Regions from separate parts of the Ovis aries genome. Here region 2 is linked to region 1. Evidence: chromatin contacts called from public Hi-C data. All regions are on one chromosome and are shown on one strand. The core of a region is the stretch at or near the end of the contact, and the rest is flanking DNA. Distances in the headings are between cores, read along the strand shown. Region 1 holds the start of MPLKIP (M-phase specific PLK1 interacting protein). Region 2 holds the start of CDK13 (cyclin dependent kinase 13).

Region 1 (5,623 bases), core at 870-3,369:
TTCTACCAAGTTTCAATGCATTTTTACAAAAGCATTACATAAAATATGGACACAGAACAATGGTTATAATATGAATAGAAATTTTTTTTTATTCTTTTCCTTTACTCCCTTTCCCTATGAACAAATATATAGACCCGTCTACAGCACAAAGTATGGTCTATTTTCAAAAGCAGTATCCAAAATATATACTTATGAATTCTAACTATGTGATTACAAATCATTATTTTAATAATTCTTTTTTAGCATATGACAAAAGCACAATATAGCTAGAAAGACAAACTGCTTTATTTTAAAACATTGGAAAAAAACATTAAAAGGCAAATGTCCATTATATAACCAAGAATGTTAAGCATTTGGAAAATGTCAATCTTCTAAATTGTGGTAGGCACTTCCAGAGAGCTAAATATTGCAAAATTATCCTACCATGTCTTCTGTAATACCAAAAATACTTGATATGATGAAACACACAACTAATTACCCAATCAAAGTCACCATGTTAGGTTTCAATTTAATTACAAGTAAAAGTTTTGTCCAAGATGTTCCTGACACATGAAGCGTCCAGTTGAATTTCAGAAATGTTAACAAAAGTATCTTCCTTTTTTGCCTGTGAATGTTTGCGTATTGCTGTATTGTTGGCTTATATCCACTACAGATACTGGTTCTAGGCCAGCCCAAGGGTCTTCAAGCATTGAAGGCTTGAAATAACTCTCCAACTCATTAGACATTCTCTTTTCTCTACCACGCCCTGATCCAAATGGTGTAGATGTCCTTGGAGAACCCTTTAGGAAAAAAATCATTTGTTAAAGACATTTAGCAGAGGTAAGAGTGGAACTTTTTCTTTAGCGGCTAGTGGGGGGTCACACTGCTAGTTAAAAGTTATGTCTGGAACCCAGTTATGTTCAGTTTCAAAGTCCATGCTTCTTTTAATCTAGTGTTTTTAAAAAGTAAACCAATTTGATATACTTATTAATAATTTTATGCCCACTGTCAGTTCAAATCCTTTTGGATTTCTAATGTGATAACTTTGCCAAATGAAAAATTGATGATGAAATAACTGTAGTTTTCTCTCAGTTGTTTCCCTACTTTTTCTGGAGACAAATTAAAACTTTTTTTACCCTACAGCTTCAAAATTTCTAACCTTTCCCATCTCATTAGCTGCACACTCAAAGAGGTGTTTTGGTTTAGCATAAAGTTGGAAAACTACTAAGCACATTTAAGTTGTAAACCACAGAATCCTAGAAACACTACAGAGACCTGGAGTAGAAGCCTGTGTATTCGGAAAACCAAGGTCAAAAAAAAAAAAAAAAGTGGAAGAAGATAAGAAAAAGGTGCCAACAGTAGGGAGATGGCACTAGCCTGTAGCTCTAGAGAGACGAGCTCTACGCTAGGGATTCATTCGCTATTTTTCCCCCTCGGAGAGCGAGGACTCGGCATAGTTTACTGCAACCAACGGGCCATGCCCCTGACAAAGGAGAGGGAATTAGGGAAACCTGCTGTGCACAAGCGGCACTGTACTGGTGAAGAGCAGGAGGGCTCCAGAAACAAGTCGGGCTCTGCCACTTTGTAGAACATTCCAAAGAAAGCTACACTTCTCTGAGCCTCAGTTTATTCACCGGCAACACAGGGCTAACGACAGTATCCCACCTCATAGAGGAGTCAAAATAATCCACGTAAAGGGAGTACCACGCCTGCCATACAGTAAGAGCTCGGCAAACGCTGGCTATTATTACCTGGGGGTGGGTCTGCTGCTGCCCTGGGGAGTAGCCGAATTGCTGCTGGGACCCCGCGGGGGACTTGGAGTAGTTGCCAGGGTAGCCGCCAGGGGACGGAGACCCGAACCGGCCCCCAGGGAAGCTGCCGCCGTGTCGCGGAGAGAGGCCGCTCCCGTAGGGCCTAGATCGGGGCCCGTACGGCGGCGTGTGGTGTGGACTCCCGTACCCGTCCCGCGGGGATGGCGGCCGCGGTCCGCCTCCGCTCGGGGTACCCCGGAAGCTGCTCCCGTTACCCCAACCTCCTACACCCGGGCCGGGGTAAGGAGGAGTCGGGGGTCGAAAATTCTGTCGCTGCATCTCAGCGGACGACGACAAGGATCTCACTGGCGCGTTCTCCTGCCGGAACTGTCGCGAGCAACCTTTCACTTATACTTGGCGGTCCATCACCAAAACACTCCTCCGTCCTCCAGCATAATATAGCACATTGGTTCCGGCCTCACAAAGGTTCCGCTACGGCGGTGGGATAAGTAGGTTATCGAATTGGGTACAGATTGAGTTAAATGAAGGAAGGAGCGGGGAAAATGGATAAAGGAAAGGCCAAACACCGGGGAAGCCCCAGCAATGGCCTTTGAAGTCTCGCGGGCTTTGGTTGGGACTGACCCACCGACTAGACGCCTGCCCAGAGCCGGGGGGGGGTGGTTCGGAGGGCTCGGCCGGGCTGAGCCTGGCCCCTCCCACCTGGTGCCGGGAGAGGGCTGAGTTGTCCGCGGGCGCCCCCAGTGGTCGCGCGAGCGCTGAGTTCTCCACTCCGGGAGCCAGGATTTGTGAGTGGCGCGCAATGCTGGCATCGCTGGCGAGGGTCGCGGCTCTGCGGAGAACCTGCCTTTTCTCCCGCCGGGGCGGCGGGACGGGGCTATGGACCGGCCGCCCGCAGTCAGGTACCCTCCGAAACTCGGTCCAGGCGGCGAAAGAGACCCCAGTCCCAGCCTTCCCACTCAGGCGGCAATCTGAGCAGAGAGCGCTGCGCTTTCCTGTAGTATCCGCTGACCCCGTCGCCTGCCCTCTGACCTTTCGCGTCTCCCCAGCGCCCTGGCTCCACGATCGCCGGGTGGTCACCCTGCCCGACGTTCTGGTCCCGCTTCGGCCCCCGCGCGGTCCTACGGGCGGACTCGCCTTTCTCCCTTACTCATCCCTCCTCGTCTCCCATGTTTAAATAACTTGGAAAAGGTACCCCCCACCCCACCCCCGCAACCAGCTGCATTTCAGAAAGGATTTCAGACTGCGTCTTTAGATAACTCGGGGGTGAGGCTGTGTTCGCAGATGCCGGACTTTATTCCCTTCCTTGTTCTTGTTAAATGCAGTCGAGTAAGGGAGGTGGTTAGGAAGCAGAGATGCTGATTTTTAAAACGAACATTTGTCCAGAGCTCTTAAAATAATGGCCATTACACAGACCTTTGGTTATAAAGAAAAATGTGATCATTCAAGAAATGACCCCTAAGGTATAAACACACCTTTGAACCGAAGACCTGGCTCAGGATTTTATTTAGAAGATGAAATTTGGATTTATTTCAGTGTTCTGAAACTGTCTTGACTCTCCTTCGAATTTGGGGATGAAAGCCTACGGTGAGCCTTGAAATCAGCTTGTAGGAAAAAGAATCTTAGAGAATTTTAGGACTCATTTAATCATAGCCTAATGGATAGCGTGGGCCTGTGCCTTTCAGCCTATGAACATTCTTGCAGCTTCCACTCCTTACTGTCCGTTTGACGTATTCTGTGGCATGTGGCAAGCTGAAGAATGTTGTTTTCTTAGCTTCTATCCTTGATGATTGGAGAAACAGTTTTTTTTGCCATTGTTTGAAAGAATTTGGTTCTTCATTTCTCGTTTAGACACAAGTTGTAGAATCAATCAAGGCAGGGTAATCGCGTTGAGGCTTTGTGATGCAATTAAGGTCTGAGGATCCTGCCAGATTACCTTCTTTAAACATACTTCTATCCTAGTGACTTCCCTGGTGGCTCAGACGGTAAATCATCCGCCTACAATGCGGGAGACCCATCCCCGGGTCATCTGGAGAAGGCAATGGCATCCCACTCCAGTACTCTTGCCTGGAAAATCCCATGGACAGAGGAGCCTGGTAGGCTACAGTCCATGGGGTTGCAAAGAGTCGGACACGACTGAGCAACTTCGCTTTCTTTCTTTTGCTGTCCTGTCCAGAAATTCACCTTCCTGGACATTGTCTTTGGCGCTTAGTTTAATGTCTGGTAATTGGGGTCTCAGATATTTATTGAATGAATGAGTGGGTCACATCATAACCCACATGAGTGGGTTAGTGAGTCTCACTTGTAACACCACCTTAAATGTCATCAACCAGTCTACCTCTTGGTGGCAGGGCGCAGAGAAATGAGGGTGGCAGGGACCAAAATTACCTTTGTTAATATTTAAATAATTAGCAAATGATTTATTGAATTGAGTGACGTACTGTAAGTTGTCTTTTTACTTAGCTTGTACTTCTGGAATGTTCTTCCCTGTAGCGATATCTTGCTATCTTCCACACGTATGAACTTGTATTAGAAACAAGAAATAAAGTGTGAAATTTTTGACCAGTAGAGTATGTATGACATTGTGCTCTTCATTATGTTTTCGGGTATTAATATATAGGAGGAGTGAGGGAAAGCACATTCTTAAATTGTATGAAAACTGCAGATTCCACTTGAATCACTTCTGAGTATAGGCAATTTGCCTTTTTACAGATGAGAAAGATTGTCCAAGAGAAATTAAGTGACTGAAACGGGAATCTAACTTCTTGTTCGTGGAGTCGAAGAATGGAATCCACGGACATGCAGACACTCATGGTAGCAAGCAAATAGGATTTATCAGAAAGGAGGAAAGTACAAAGCTCTCAGCATAGACACTGGGGGTGGGGGGTATTAAAGAGTCCCTAAAAAGGTGGGGATTACATAGTCTTATATCTTTACCAGTATTAATCTGTACATTTTTGGTTGGCTCCTGTCCTTAAAGTACATCATTTTTGATCAATCAATTTAAAGGTCAAAGTGTTTAACTTAACATCTTTATGGCTTCATGATATGTATTTCATAGCATATTTTTTTTAGATATTTAGAGATTAGTAGATATAACTTTAATTGTGAACATTTGTAAATGTAGCTAGAGTCTTCACAGGTGTTAACTTGGGGTTTGCAATCTGACTGCTTGAGCTGATGGGTCTGAGGTCCCAAGACGCATATTTCAATTTGTTTATATGGTGGTGATTTCTGGGGAAGAGAAGTAGGAAGTTTAAAGTTGCATTACCTGGAAATAGAAAAGTGAAGTGGGATGATGTATGTGAGAGTGTGGTGGCTGCCCCATGAGTGAAGTTGGAATCCTGAGAGGAGAAAAGGGCACTTTAACATTTGTGTGAGTAACACAAGTGTTGTTCTGGCAAAAAGAGAAGTGTAGAACTGTTTAGGGAGGACCACCTTTAGAAAACAGGATCCCAAATTGGATAGTGCATTCATTGAAGACACTGTTAATGGCTAGGTGATGTCTTCAAGTGACATTGTACTCAGAGGACATCAACAAGCAAAGTGTTAAGGAACTGTCTCAGTACCTATGAAGTATATGGGGATCCCCAAAATAATTGGTTAACTTTCTGATGATGCATGTTTTGCAAGTTTTACATTAATGCAAGTAAGAGTACCATAAATTTAAGTGTAAATTTAAGTGTAAGTGAAAATGGGAACTTGTCCATTTCTATAAGACAGAGAATCTTTATTGAGGTTACCAAAGTTTTTTTAAGTGTTTTCTTCAGTAGATTAAAAACAATTTTTTTTTTTGGTAGAGCCTTTTTGAGAGCATATGGCTTCGTGTTTGAAGGAGGAATTGGGATTCCCAGAGCTGCTCGCCCTGTCCCCTC
Region 2 (5,623 bases), core at 1,132-3,631, 160 kb before region 1:
CGTGATTTTGTAACATCATCCATTATTCAGTTGGAAAAGTTTCACTGAGTTGGGCAGATATTTCAAATGTTCACACATTTCAGAAACCTAATACTTAAGAACATTCTAGAAAACATATGACACACATTCTATTAGCCATCAGAATGATGGTATCATCACATGTCACGTTGCCTCTGGAAAACTCCATGGTGGATTTGTGAAAAAATGAGTATAATAAAGACAAATCATGTCTTATTATGAAAATAGTTTTGATTGCATGATTCATTGAAAAAGTTTTAGTTTCAGGCCACACTTTAATAACAGTTGAAATGGTATGATATGAGCTATTAGATAAGGAAAACAATTAAAAAAAACTTACCACTTCCTTTTCTCTTTTAAAAACCAATAGACAATATGACATAACACACAAATAGTAAAAGGCTAAAATATAGCCTCAGGTGGCAATTGCAAGTCTCTTCACAATGAAGGTAAGTAGACAAGCTTGCAGAAACATATGACTTGTAATATAAAGGTCTTTCTCATTTTTGGGGAGTTTGAACCCTGCTAATCATTAGCATTTCAAAGCATGAGAGTAGCTCTCTCTGGGGACCTCAAAGTGCTTCACTTCTTGGTCTTCTCCCCACTTCCCCTCACCCCTACCCCTGCCTAAGATGGATCTTCGCAGAAACAAACAGGGTGGCAGAATAATACTAAAAATATTTTAGTACATGTTTTCTGTTTGCAACCTAGATTGGAAGCTACTCACTTTCTACGGAACAAGTTTTCTTTGCAAGTATAGAATAGAAGATGATATTCTTAAATGAAATTTGTTGCATGTGAGGAACCGCTAGATAAACCTGTTTTGCTCTCCTTGTTCTATTATTCCAGGGCTTTCAAAGTAGGATGATAGTGCAGGCTGATCCTAGTTTTTGGGAAAAGCTGCTTGCTAACTAGTTTAGGCTTCAGGAATACTGAATTCATTCAGCAGTACTGCCAAGGAGAAACGTTTTTTAGGCGCCTTGCTCCTTACTATTCAGTTGCCCAATGCGCTTACCACATCCTTCTGGCTACATGGCAGGACCTACTGTGTGGTCTCCTAGGAAATGAACCGATTTCAAGATTACCTACCCTTCAGCAAACACCTTTTGTACTTTCTTTTAGGTAAGTCTGATTTTATCTTAGATCAGTCCAGACTCAGATACAGTGTTAGTGTCAAATCAATTAAAATTATTTACACTAAAGCATGAATGAAAGGCGGATATCAAGTGCTCAAGAACCAAGAACAAACTGATGGACTGAACAAATAAACTTGGAAAGGGGTGACTACTTGTGGCCACGACGCAGTACTCAGCTTTTCTTTGCAACCATAATAAAAGCCAGTTAAGATATAGCACAGGGAACTCTACTCAATACTCTGTAAACACCTGTGAGGAAAAAGAATTCTTAAAAAGAATGTATGTATGTATACCGGATTCACTTTGCTATACACCGGAAACTATCACAACAGTGTGAATCAACTGTATACTCCAATTAAAAAATCCCCCCAAACAGTAAGTCATTTAAGTTTTAATCTCATTGTCTTAAGTACCCAGGCCATAACTGAAAGACAAGGCTGGTAATGCAATGAGACCTGAGATCACTAAATGGTTATGTTTTGCAGACCCACAGATTTAGATAGTTAAGGTGAAACAGGGTGAAGTGACAAGATGACAACTCTCATTTGAGCAGGGTGTTTTGACTTCAAGGCCGTTGGTAGTAATTCTGAGACTCTCTTGACATTTCCTTATTCCTCGTATTTGTTTTTTTAACTTCAGCACTATGAAAATTCCACACTGATTTACAACTGTTTTTAGGTTAAGACGGGGCCTGGAACTTGGATGTACATGACATAGTTTAAGCTAATGCCACCTCCACCCTCTTTTGCAGGGCGCCCTCTCTTCCCTTCTCGCAGCGTTCCAACTCCCGGGCTTGGTTGAGGGTAGACGACGGGGTGACTACCCTGCCCCAAAAGCCATTAAGGGCGTATTGCTGAATCTTCAGATTCTCGCTCTCGCCATGACCTTTCAACAAGCAAGCGGTACGGCGCCTGCGGTGATCCGGAGTCGGCAATGCGCGCTGGATGCAAGCAACAGGCACGACAGACGTGCCATTACTGTGATTCTCCAGCGACAGCCGTAGGCGACACAGGAATCTTTCTTTAACCCTTCTTCACACAGAGTCCCACCCTCACCGGAAGTGAAGCTGTCTCTTCGTTATGTCACTTCCGGCCCGGAGCCAGCCGCTTGGCGGAAACGAGCACGTCTGTGCGCGGTAACTTTGTTCCCGCCTCCTTTGCCCCTGACACCACTCACCTTCGGCTTTCTCGGAGCGCGACGTACGTGCGCGCTCCCGGCCTTGCGTCAGGGCCGAGGGGAAAGGCCGAAAGAGCGAGGCTGGAAGGAGGGGTTGCGGAGGTTAGGGCCCAACCAGCAAGTCCCGTCGTCCTTCCTCCTCCTGACGAAGAGCGGAGAGGGAAGGGGAGGAGCGAGCCAGGCCGGCCGCGCACTCTTGGAGCCTCCTCGTGGAGGGGGGCAGCGGAGGAAAAGGGCAGCACCGCCACCTCTGCTCGCGGCGGCGGAGGAAGAAGAAAGTCAGGGCCCCTACCCACCGCCACAGACTCAGAAACGCCCCCCCGCCCCCATCTCCCCGGAAACAGCCCCCCGCCCAGCCCCGCACACTCGCTGCCCCAACCGTGAGCCGCAGCCGGGTCGCCCCCGCCTCGCCCCGCCCCGCCGCCCGTCCCTGCGGGCAGCAGAGTGCGCGAGGCCTTAGGCCGGGAGTTGTTGTCAGGCCCAGGCCACTTCCGAGGCGCCCGCCGTGTGTCGCCGCCACTACAGGAGGACGACGTCGACGCTGAGAAGGAGGAGGAGGCGGCGGAGGCGTGTTGTTGTCTCGCCCACTCCCCTCCCCTGAACTCGCACCCAACGTCAGGGCGCGATGAAGTGAAGCGGCGACGAAGGTGGTACTTCCGCGTTGCGCTGCCGGAGCCGAGAGCGCAGCCGAGGCTGCTCCCCCACCCCTGGGGGGCACTTGGAGGACTCCGGACTCCCCCGCAGGTCAGCGCCCGGCGCATCTGGTGTTTTTGCGGCTGAAGCTAGGACGACGAGAGCGATCGGGGGCTCCGCCGCCGGGATTTCTGCTGCCCTCGGGCCCGGAGGCCGCTACGTACCCCACTGTGACCTGGAACCCAGGGACCCAAGTCCCGATCCGGATTATCGTGGCGCTTCTCCCGGACGGCCCTGGTGCTCGGTGTCCCTCCGCCGCTGCTGCCGCCGTTCCCGTTTCCGGCGGGGGAAATGGCCAGGATCTGACCCGGGAGGAGGCCGCACCCGCGCCGCGCTCTGCGGCGGGCTCTAGGCGATGCCGAGCAGCTCGGACACGGCGCTGGGGGGAGGCGGGGGCTTGAGCTGGGCGGAGAAGAAGTTGGAGGAACGCCGCAAACGGAGGCGATTCCTGTCCCCTCAGCAGCCGCCGCTGCTGTTGCCGCTCCTGCAGCCGCAGCTCCTGCAACCGCCGCCGCCCCCGCCGCCTCTGCTCTTCCTGGCTGCTCCCGGCACGGCCGCCGCCGCAGCCGCCGCCGCCGCGGCCTCCTCCTCTTGCTTCAGCCCGGGCCCCCCTCTGGAGGTCAAGCGGCTGGCGAGAGGCAAGAGGCGCGCAGGAGGGCGGCAGAAGCGGCGCCGCGGGCCCCGCGCCGGGCAGGAGGCGGAGAAGCGTCGGGTCTTCTCGCTGCCCCAGCCGCAGCAGGACGGCGGTGGCGGTGCTAGTAGCGGCGGGGGTGTGACCCCGCTGGTGGAGTACGAAGATGTAAGCTCCCAGTCCGAGCAGGGGCTGCTGCTGGGGGGGGCCAGCGCGGCAACGGCGGCGACGGCTGCCGGGGGAACGGGGGGCAGCGGCGGGAGTCCGGCCTCCTCCTCCGGCACCCAGCGTCGCGGGGAGGGGTCGGAGCGCAGGCCCCGCCGGGACCGCCGCAGCAGCAGCGGCCGCAGCAAGGATCGCCACCGCGAGCACCGGCGGCGGGACGGGCAGCGCGGCGGCGGCGAGGCCTCCAAGTCCCGCAGCCGCCACGGCCACGGCGGCGAGGAGCGGGCCGAGGCCGGCAAGAGCGGTAGCAGCAGCAGCAGCGGCGGCCGGCGGAAAAGCGCCTCTGCCACGTCCAGCAGCAGCAGCAGCCGCAAGGACCGAGACCCGAAAGCCCATCGGAGCCGGACTAAATCGTCCAAAGAACCGCCTTCGGCCTATAAGGAGCCGCCCAAGGCCTACCGGGAGGACAAGACCGAGCCCAAGGCCTACAGGCGGCGGCAGCGGTCCCTGAGCCCGCTGGGAGGTCGGGACGACAGCCCGGTGTCTCACCGGGCCTCGCAGGGCCTGCGGAACCGCAAGTCTCCCAGTCCGGCGGGAGGTGGCAGCAGCCCCTACTCGCGGCGGCTGGCCCGCTCCCCGAGCCCCTACAGCCGCCGCCGCTCCCCCAGCTACAGCCGCCACAGCTCCTACGAGCGCGGCGGCGACGTGTCCCCCAGCCCCTACAGCAGCAGCAGCTGGCGCCGCTCCCGGAGCCCCTACAGCCCGGTGATCAGGTGAGTTCGGCGTCCTGAGCGTCCGTCATGGGCTGGGCCGGCCAGAGCCCGGAGACTGGGCTGGAGGTGAAGAGACTCCGCAAAATTCGGGTCCGCGGGCGGGGCGAAAAACCCCATCTCGATCGGGGCTTCCGGTGGGGAGGGGCGCTTTCGCGCGCCCGGGACCCCTGGTGGGGGGTTTGGAGGGGACAAAGCGACAGGTCCAGCAGACTTTCTCCTCGCTCTGGAAAGGAAGGGTTCTGGGGAGGAGTTCAAAGTTTTAAACTTGTTGCATTAATATATTAACAAATTTCTCTAAACTGCTTTTAGCTTTTACAGCCCAGTTGCTTTGGGTAAACCGAGAGGTGGTTGGATTTGTCACAATTTGAAAGCTCTCAGAAGATGTTTCATTGCTGGAGACGTAGGACTGGGTTGCGGCTTAGGGAGTAAATATTGTAAAGGAGAGTTGGCACCAGGTGCTGATGTCAAAGTTAGGTGTGGGTTGCATATGTTGCATATGAGGAGTACAGCGATGGGAGAAGCAGCCTTTCTGTAAAGTTCGTTGTTTCAGTATGTGAAACAGCTGAAGTGAAAGCTCATGGTTATAAATTCTGAAGATACTTATGTTCTTGTGTGGGATAGTTTTTTCACCTGACCTTCCAGTCCTGGTGTTAGAAAGAAAAAAATGGCGAGATTGTGGTTTCATTGTTTGTTTTGTGTGACACTCAGTTGCTGATAACGTCATTTAAATACAGTCTAGATGCTGTGATCCAGTATAGTGACCGAGTGAATGACTTAGTACTGATCGTTTCTTACACTATTGCAGTATCTGTTATTTAAATTATTTACATTAAAGTTAACTGGACCTTTAAGTGTCAGGATTTTTGTTCAAGTATCTTTGGAAAGTATAATTTAATCTAGTGAAATTGGAGTAATTCTTTTATGCAGCTGTTATGCCTTACCTGTTATATAATACTATTCTCCAAAAACAGCGTGTGCCTTGATATAAATTTATATCTTAAGCAAAATAAATTGAAAGTAACTTTTGAGGA

Evidence for each region. Hi-C and Micro-C count contacts between places; a contact is called where the count stands out from the background.
Region 2: a Hi-C map of liver shows a contact between it and region 1, with 2.1 times the contacts expected there. The contact joins the promoter of CDK13 here to the promoter of MPLKIP in region 1. A contact is called at or near these places in 3 of 16 Hi-C or Micro-C datasets (blood, hypothalamus and liver).

The regions. Positions count from the first base shown.
Region 1 is chr4:82,577,448-82,583,070 of ARS-UI_Ramb_v3.0, reverse strand. It overlaps MPLKIP (M-phase specific PLK1 interacting protein), which reads right to left and starts at 2,119. Exons shown (of 2, transcript XM_004008001.6): 1 at 1,731-2,119; 2 at 1-779. The coding sequence starts at 2,069. The coding sequence ends at 579. SUGCT (succinyl-CoA:glutarate-CoA transferase) reads left to right here and starts at 2,518. Exons shown (of 13, transcript XM_042249226.1): 1 at 2,518-2,650. The coding sequence starts at 2,551.
Region 2 is chr4:82,733,431-82,739,053 of ARS-UI_Ramb_v3.0, reverse strand. It overlaps CDK13 (cyclin dependent kinase 13), which reads left to right and starts at 2,381. Exons shown (of 15, transcript XM_042249225.2): 1 at 2,381-4,592. The coding sequence starts at 3,379. It also overlaps the pseudogene LOC105615160.